Linked DNA regions of Xenopus laevis: region 1 is linked to region 2. Evidence: chromatin contacts called from public Hi-C data. All regions are on one chromosome and are shown on one strand. Each heading gives the region's core, a stretch centred on a gene start, on an enhancer-like site or on the middle of the called end of the contact. The rest is flanking DNA. Distances are from core to core; before and after follow the strand shown.

Region 1 (4,491 bases), core at 1,814-4,313, 260 kb before region 2:
TTTCCTCTGAAATGCAACATTTTGCACTAAAATCTGCCCTGCCTGAAGAAAAAAAGAGGAGCAGCAGGGCAGTGGATTCTCCATCTGTGGAGAATCTGCAATCATCTGACCCTAGCCTAAACACATAACCAGTGTCGGACTGGCCCACCGGGATACCAGGAAAACTCCCGGTGGGCCCAGGGGTTAGTGGGCCTCTTGCTTCTAACCATTTGACCAATTTCATGGTCATTCCCTATTTCTTTATGAAGAGGCTTAATAATGGAAGAATATAGTATACTATTTAGTAAAGTATGTAGTATAGTATGTAGAGAAAAAAGATTAGGAGAATAAAGATTGTTGAGTGAGGAGAGGAGGTATAGTAGTTTGGAAAGTGGGCCCTCAGCCTAAGGTTTTCTGGTGGGCCCCTGGCATCCCAGTCCGACACTGTACATAACAAAGTTGATCACCACATAAAGATTGCTATACACCCTGACTACTCAGACAGAGATACAAGTTAACTGATATTAAGAGGAAATCTCAGGAGGAAAATATTCCATATTGCACATAAAACACATTTAAGCCCAAGCTTGGCTGGATGGCCTGTATCTAATTCAGTGGACAAAAATGTCACAATATTTGCTATTCTTTTGAACAATGGGACACAGTGCCTGTTACATTCAGTGACTGCAATCAGTTGTTTTTGTAAAAGTAGTTTAAAACACCTTTTTCTTTCTGAAGATGGAACTTTAACCTAGAGACCACACTGAGATGTGTTCTCATTGGCCAAAACAACATATGGAAAAAACACTTTTGTGATTTTACTGATGCACAGCAATTGCTGTATGATGTATGATAGCTGCCACATCTCCCCACCCATTTCTCCCTCATATTATAATACATAACTGGACCCTATATAAGGCAATTCCTACTAAACATACACAGATTCATGTTCCAATAGTTCTTAGCATTCCCCCACTGTGCTAGCATATGCTGTGGCTAGCTTTGTCCCTGAGTCACAATGAGAGAGGGGTCTGCTGTAATCTGCAAAACTTACAGTAGGACCCATTGTGGGAGAATACTTTATTTCTGTTGAGGTAAAACGACGCTTTGAGAAGTATTGTGCCAGTTTGGGAGCAAAACAGCTGTTTTGCTCATAAGCAATTCTCTCTGGAAAGGAGGAAAATGCAGAGGTGTCCTGATCATAGAGAATGGGTCTCTGTATCCTGGCCATGGAACATTTTGCAAAGACTATTAGAATCCACCCAGGTGTGGTGGGCTTGAAAATGAAAATTTAATATACCGTATATACTCGAGTATAAGCCGAGTTCTTCAGCCCCCAAAATATGCTGAAAAACTCTACCTCGGCTTATACTCGGGTCAAGCGCAAAAACGGTCGCCGGCGTCTAAAAATAGTCTCCAAGAATATTTGCCGGCATCCAAGAATGGTCGCCGGCATCCAAAAACGAGACGCCAGCACCTCCAATGGGAGCAGAAACCCTCAATTTTTTGATTGAAACTTACCAGAAGCTGCTGCATTTCTCACCCTAGGCTTATACTCGAGTCAATAAGCTTTCCCAGTTTTTGGAGGTAAAATTAGGTACCTCGGCTTATACTCGGGACGGCTTATACTCGAGTATATACGGTAAGCTTCATCATACTGAAATAAGAAACTTTCTGAATACAATCAATTAAAAATGCTGTACTGTTTCGGAAATAATCAAGTTTATCTTCACTATCCCTCTCTCAGCATTTACTTCTCTTCATTCTCTCTTCATGCAGCAGTTGGGTGTCAGATATTCATTGACAGTTAGATCCAATATATCTTATAGGGGGGGGGCTTTCTTTCCTAGCAGATGTATTTGAGTTCACTCAAATAACTGATTTCAGTACAAACACAATCTAACAAAAATAACTGCCTTTTGCACACATTCTACATGTAGAGAGACAGGATTTCTGGTGATTTTTAATAGAGTGAGGTCTAATTCATAATACATATATATCCTATAAGATATATTGGGTACAGAAAAAAAAGGTCAAAGGGCAGCATGGTGGCTCAGTGGGTAGGACTGCTGGCTCGCTTCACTGGGGACACAAAAATCACCAGCACACTCTGGCCTTTAAAACTTGTGTTCCACCTTGTGTCTTGTGAGGAATTGGCACCCTCCAATCCATAGAAAATGGAACAGAAACCAGCATTTCAAGGATATCACAAGTGGTATAAACCCTTCATGTTTATTAGATGGGAACGGATGTCAGACGAAGTTTGCCCTGAAATGTTACTGAAATGTCACTTGCATCTAATAAACATACAGGGTTTATCCTAATTATAATAGCCTTGTTGTGCTGATTCCCATTCAATTTGCAGGGATCCTGAGTTTGGTTCCAGCCTGAGTGTTGAATTTTGTATGTTCCTCTCTCCAAAAACATATAAGAAGGTTACTTGACTCCTAATAAACTGGTCCCACTGAGTGTGAATGTGATAGGGACCTTAGACTGTAAGCTTCACAGAGGCAGTGAATGATGCTGTGGATGTGTGTCAGCTTTTTATAAATACCAGTAAAATAAAAGGCATCCTATAGCTTTGGTGACCACAAAAGGTTTTGCTGTAGGGCCCCACTCCAACCCACAAAGGAAGGTGGCAAGTCATGCAAATACCATAGACCACACGTTGCCTTACTCTACACACAGAGATTTAAATATTTAAAGCTGTTATTGCCAGAAAAATAATACCAGTCTTGGGTTGCACTTAAAGCCTTTTATGGGTTGATTAGAATTACTCCCATCGGAAATGCCAATGATCCTCTGCATTTTTTTTTACTTTCTATTTTGATTGAACTGTACAGTTAAATATTTTACAGAAGTAATGAAATAAGTAAGGATTTGGATTAATATTTGGTAGCTTTATAATAAATATAGTCCACCATTCTGTAATGGCATGTGGAACTGTTCTTTGCTGTTGCCTAGGGTGGCAGTCAGTGAGTGTGAGTTTTTGTACAGGATGCAGCTGGAATACAGGCAGCTCAAGTGAAACACATGTTCTGCGCTGTTCACATGTACACACCGACCACCGGATACATATCCCTGCCAGACAGATGGCTGGCTCCGAAATTCAAACCTCATTTGTCCGGCTATTGGGATGCTGTGTGACATACAGCCCCTAGGGCTGGGGGCCTGTCAAGCAATATAGGCCAAATTTAGGACTGCTGCTATCAGCCATTATTACTGTAAGCCTGTGAATGGGAACACTGGTGGCTGTGATATCTTTCCGACTAACAAAGATGTAAAAACACTGCTGTACAATGGTGCTATACTTCTTTGGGGAGTATTCTTTGTACAGTCTAATGAAAATATTGCCACCATCCCTGATGATTTATCTGTCTGATTGCAAAAACCTTTGTAGCCAACGGCTGATTTTATCAGAAATAACAATGTGGCGCTGATATTCATGTAGACTAATTAATATCCAATTAGTTTCCATATTTCGCTTATGAGACAAACATGCTCTGAGTATTTAAAGGACAACTCCAACTAAAAAGTGTTTTGTATTGCAGTTTGTATTATCTTATATTGAAGAATAAGTACAGTAGGTGCATGAATGGAAACGCTCAACTTATTCAAATGGGGGTCCCATTCCCGAAAAAATTACAGTGTAGTTATTTATTAAAGGAAAACTAAACTCCCTGATCAATTTAGGTCTCTAGAAACACATACAGCTCATGTGTAAAACCCTGCTTCATGTAAATAAACCATTTTCATAATAATATACTTTTTTAGTAGTATGTGCCATTGGGTAATCCTAAATAGAAAATTGCCATTTTAAAAAATAAGGGCCACCCCCTGGGATCGTAGGATTCACTGTGCACACAAACAAACCAACAAACCATACATGTAAGGTCACATGAGCCAATTAACAGAGTTCTGTCTTTTGCCTCCACACTTCTTCCTGTTACAGTTAGAGTTGATGTATTTCTGGTCAGGTGATCTCTGAGGCAGCACACAGACCATCAGAAAATGGTGGCTCAAGGCAAGAGATGTAAAATGGCAATATTTACTTAAATATATATACCAGTTTGGTAAGATTCCTTATAATGCCACCTAATTTGATATAAACTGTTGCTTAAATATTCATTTCGGGGTAACATTTTCCTTTAAGTCATAATGTATTTTATTTTAGAAATATAACTAGCTGGAGCACCTATTTTTTTTTTTTTTAACAAACAGAATGATATACAGAAGTGGAATTCTCGGGAGCCAAGGAGTAGGATTTTGATAGGATCTTCACTTCATTGAGATTGTCTCAGCAGCAGGGGCCCTCAGCACACATTTTATGACATTAATAGATAGTAGATGGAGTTACACAGGCAGCCAATTATATGTCTGCAGATTAGGAATTATATGGAAAAATCAGACCGCATTCTGCATGATGTATAGATTCTGTATTTATATTATACTCTCTTTTTAATATTCCTGACTGTAACTTATGATAGGTTTTGTCTGTACTGTTCTATATAT
Region 2 (5,006 bases), core at 442-2,941:
GACCACTTGAAGCAGTTCTCACTTCCAACCACCATGTCTATTAAAGCTTAAATCAAGTATCAGTATCAGTATAAACTGCCAGAATTGGCCAAATCATGAAACAATGTAAGTCTGTTTATGGCCATCTTAAATCTTAACTGCAACCCTCCCAAATGTAAAGCTTCCAAATGATTTACAGCAGGGGTGTCCAACATGTGGCCCGAGGGCCTCATGTGGCCCAGGATGGATATGAATGCAGCCCAGCTTGAAACGCTCAGTTCCCAAGGAAATGTCATAATAATATAATAATAAGTCTATTTAATATCCAGGTGTCCCATATTCCAATGTATAGCTCCATCTGGTTATCCAACTGGTATTGTAGTTCTTTTCTGAGTATTCTTTACTTTTACAAATCAAAAGTGTTTGTGCATTTCATGTGTGGCCCCAGACAATTTTTATTTTTGCAATGTGGCCCAGGAAAGCAAAAGGTTGGACACCCCTGATTTACAGATTTATTGGTCACAGGTATCATCAGCACACATCAATTCCTATGGGAAGGAGAGTGGCTGGGGATGGTAAAGCAGACCCCACGATAACTGCCTACTATTGGGTAGCTAGTAAGCACAGGACTCAGGGAAGGGAACTGGTGGTGGAAGAGTGGGACACTTATTTGCCCCTCATAAATACAGTGCTTGGGATTTGTGGATGGGTCTCCCACACATGGGGCAGGGAGCAAAGTGAGAAAACCAAAGCGGCTTTCTCTAGTTTTTTGCACTTTGAACCTTGCACCCTTCTTGGTATCACAAGGGAGCACTTTAAAACCTGAAATAACTCTCCCTATGCTATTTTACAGTAGGCTTGATCATATCCTATACTTACCCATGTATATTAAGAAGCAGAATACATATAATTGTTCTTCATGATTTAGTTCTTCCACCACATTGAAGTAGTCAGTATAATATTCATGGTTCTACAGAAGGATAATCAGGGCTTGCCCCTCTGAGCAAACACACAGAATATGCTCCTTCCTCTAAGCAGTCTTTTTCTAAATGAGATCAGTGATTTATTAGTCGTTTGCTTTGTGTTCCTCCACCCACTTGTGCCAGTAATGCTATAATGCAACAAATAATTGCTGCTCATCCGCAAACAATAAGACTGATGAAAATTATGTTAACATGGCGATATATTATGTAAAATGTCTGTTTTCAGAGCGATAAACTCCTGACATCTAGCTATCGACTTGCAAAGAGTGAGAGAGGATAGCATTTTGCAGAAGTGTCCAAGTTTAAACAAGAAGGATTGTAGGATGCCTGGAAGCCTTATAATAACATCTAAGGATAAAGGATTTTTCGGACTGTTATTAACAGGAAATAAATGAGGCTCTCCCACTTCAGACTTGGGATTCTCTGCCAGCAGCAGCACTGTGCTGACATTGTCCTGAAAGGGTTACATCTCACAGTACAATGAGTTGCAGAATGCTCTCTGTGACTTTCCTTTATTATATGTATTATTATCTTCCCTAAGGTCACATGATATTGTCCCAGGGGATGTGGAGAGACACTCACATGGCATTGCAGGCCTTTCCACCTTTTCTTTTGTCTGTTTCCTGCCTTACAAAGAAAAAAAAAGACCCTATCATTTCCTTGCAGACAGGCAGACTGGCTGGAAAAATGCACACAGTTCAGATGAAGACGAATTCCCTTCTAGCCGAGGTGGAGAAAAGGGGGAGGGAAGGAAGGTGGTTCCCTTCTTGTCTTCTCTAGTTGATTCCCTCGATCCTATTCAGTGTAAATGTTCATTTCTCATTAACTCTATCAAGATATAAGCAATTTGCAAATTCTGTAATGCAGCTGAGCTTCTACCATGGTAAAGTACATATTTTTACAGAAAAAGAGCATTGATGAATGAATATTTTCTGGCCCTACATTTCACCAGTCATTCATACTTTACAATTGCATAAGCCATTATACTCATGTCAGTATAAACCTCAAAGGGTTGTCCCAACTAGTTACCCTCAATCATACGTCTCATAGGCTCCCTGCTTGTTTGCTTCACTTGGAATAAGGTTTCTCTTAGCCAATGCATTGGTCTTAAAGGTTAGTGCTCTCCTATTTTATATTGCCGTTTAGACTTGCTAATTGTTATATATATACAGTATATGTATTTCGTATATCGGCATATGTTATTCTGCCTTGAGAACCATATTTGTCTGAGTGAGTGTGGGCAACATACACAGAAACAGTGGCTTCAGTGCCAGGAAATATCATGTTTGCTTGGATATGCCAATCAATTCATTTTGACTGCAACATCTCTTGTATAATACTGTATATTAGAACTCACGACGGAGCTGCATGATTTTATAAAGGCACAAGGTTGCAGGCCAAGTCATTTTAAACTGGTCAGGGAACTCAGAGTTCTCTTCTTGAATTCTCATAATTTATATTCTTTTTCTAAGGCCTCATGTGACATGTGATATCACTAAGCACAGATTATGTTAATGATATCACCAAGCGCCCTTTATAAGGGTATATTTTTTAGGTTATGTATGGCTCTTGTGCATGATAATATTCTGAATACAAAATATGTATTTTAAAATGACCAGTTTCTAATAAATATAATGGTACAATTCAGGGTAGTCAAAAGAGACTCCTGCAGCTACAGTAAAAAGCTGATGGTGTATGCCATGGTGTGACCAGCCTGGTGTAAATTCAGATTTTCCTGCTTGCTGCTGATATTTGTTTGTAGCAAGCTGCTTCTGTTTCAGTGCAGAGTTTCATTCTTTCCCATATGGTGTGCCATTTTCCTCTGACCTGTCTAACCCTGGCTATTAGTATATCACATCTCCCTTCCTCTAGGATAGATCTCTCTTTATGGTTTGTTTGGCCTGTATTTCCCCCCCCCCCACCCTATGTACACAAGATGCTGATCGTAAACAGAAGGCTAAAAGGAAGATCCTGCAGCTTTTTATATATTGATTTTTCTGATGATTGGGGAGGAGAATTGTGGTTTCCCATCCCATCTCATTCTACTTGTCCAGCTGCTAAACAGCCGGGGGTGGTGACCTGCCTCTTTTTCCTCTTTGTAATTCTCTTTCTCTTGTTTTTTCCGCTCTAAAAAAAAAAAGAAAAAGAAAAGACACACTGCTGTGTACCCTTGCACAATTACACAGCTACAGATGCTCTCTCTAGTTAGCACGTCTGAGCCATCTACTGATGGCAAATATTACTGCGAGAGTTCATCACCCTGTCTGTTTCCATAGCGTGTTCCTCTCCACCTGCTTCTGTTTCATGATCGATCAAGTGGTGGTGCCATAAAAACATGCTTTACCTATTCCGTGTCCTATCCCAAGTCGCCAGTTCTTCGTGTGTATTGCTAACAATAGATACAATGAGAATCAGAGGTATAAAATCTATAAATACTGGCACTTTGCAAGTGCCAATGGATTATTACTATAAGCTGATGCTGCTGTTAATGTTAAATGCACATCATTACATTCAGCAGGTATATAGGTCACCTTGAGAAAGCAAGTCCCAAGGACTGGACTGGACACATGGGATGGGCTCATTATATGTGACATATTGTATCTAGTAATTGTATCTCGTATTACTTTGTATAATGGGATTGCAAAAAGCTGACTATCCAGCGTCCCGGCATTTTGATGACATATTAACCCTGCTTTTCCAGTTTAAAACAGACAATTCCAAAATCTCACCCCAGTAGTGGATTCTCGAAGCTGAAATTGAAAAATGGTGTAAAATTTATAGTTAGGCATCCATGCTATGCACAGTATCCCAGAGTTAAAGTCTTTCTCAGGGGATATTTCCACACTGGTTCTGCCTTGTTGCCTGCATAATCAAGCAGTAACTTCACCGAGGGGTGCCATTTGCTATGTTTAAACCAAACTGTAATGTGAAAAAATTGGTGCACTCATCTCTCTCTATAAAGTTGAGCTAAAATGTACTTTTTTTTAACATGTTATTTCACTCGTAATTATTATTTTTTACCAAATCTTTGTGCAATTAATTCAGGCATTTTTCAGTTTTATTTTCTGCATTTTTGCCTAAAATGTGACACTACTCTATGCAGCCAAAACGATTCTAATACAGTATATGCAAACTCTAGCATGTCTCTTAGGCTAAGGCCACACCGGGCGAAAAGTCGCCCGCGATCTTTTAAAAGCGGGTCGCGGCGACAAGTTGTTCGTTTTGTCGTAGCAGAAACATAAATGTAAATCGCCACGACAAATACACACAGCGCAATTTCAGATCGCCAATAGCTTCGAATCGCGTCCATACCCTTTTTGGAGCGATAGGGGTGAAATAGACTGTACATTAGCAAACATGGCAATCGCCTCTACACTGACACACGGAACGAAATGTCACCGCGAGAATACGCTACGTCAACACGGAAGTACGCAACGAGAGGACGCAACGAGAAGACGCCCACACAAAACCACGAGACAAGACGCCGAGAGAACAAGACGCCGAGAGAAAACGTGAACATGACGTGCTAGTTTCGCATGGCATTGTGGTATAACAGTCGCTTCCTGTAAATGTCGCTGCTCCAAATCGCTGTAGCAAATGACGGTCGCCTTGTCGCCGCGACTTTCTTTTTAAAAATCGCGGGCGACTTTTCGCGGCAAAATCGCCTAGTGTGTCCTTAGCCTTAGCATTCCAAATAAATATCAGTTGGAAGTCCCCAAAGGTCTTTTTTCAAAATATCTATGGAAAATAGCGATGTGCAGGTCGACTAAAAGTCAACCTGCACCCAACCCTAACCTTGCCCTGCAGCACCTGCACCCAAATCTGGTGCACTCCCCTATATATTTACCCACACCTGTCCCTCCCCACTGTGACATCATGGAAGGGGCAGGACACGCAGGTGCAAGAGTGGACACAGGCTAATGTTCAGCTCAAAAACTCGAGAAGTAGAAAATCACCGGCACAACAGGATATTTCAGGGAAACCCTTGCTCGTTTATTTGCGGATGCAGCGTTTCGGGGCGTACGCATCCGCAAATAAATGAGC

Evidence for each region. Hi-C and Micro-C count contacts between places; a contact is called where the count stands out from the background.
Region 1: a contact with region 2 is called in a Hi-C map of the XL177 cell line, with 4 times the contacts expected there. The contact joins two enhancer-like sites. A contact is called at or near these places in 2 of 4 Hi-C or Micro-C datasets (the XL177 cell line and the XTC cell line).

What each region holds. Positions count from the first base shown.
Region 1 is chr1S:49,441,468-49,445,958 of Xenopus_laevis_v10.1, reverse strand. All of the region lies in intron 2 of maml3.S (mastermind-like protein 3), which reads right to left. Among protein-coding and RNA genes, the nearest start is that of mgst2.S, 48 kb to the left of the region's middle. Within about 2 kb of position 3,063, at least 1 of the 7 cell types and tissues checked has an H3K27ac peak or open chromatin away from gene starts, as enhancers often do.
Region 2 is chr1S:49,182,501-49,187,506 of Xenopus_laevis_v10.1, reverse strand. No RefSeq gene overlaps it. Among protein-coding and RNA genes, the nearest start is that of scoc.S, 54 kb to the right of the region's middle. Within about 2 kb of position 1,691, at least 1 of the 7 cell types and tissues checked has an H3K27ac peak or open chromatin away from gene starts, as enhancers often do.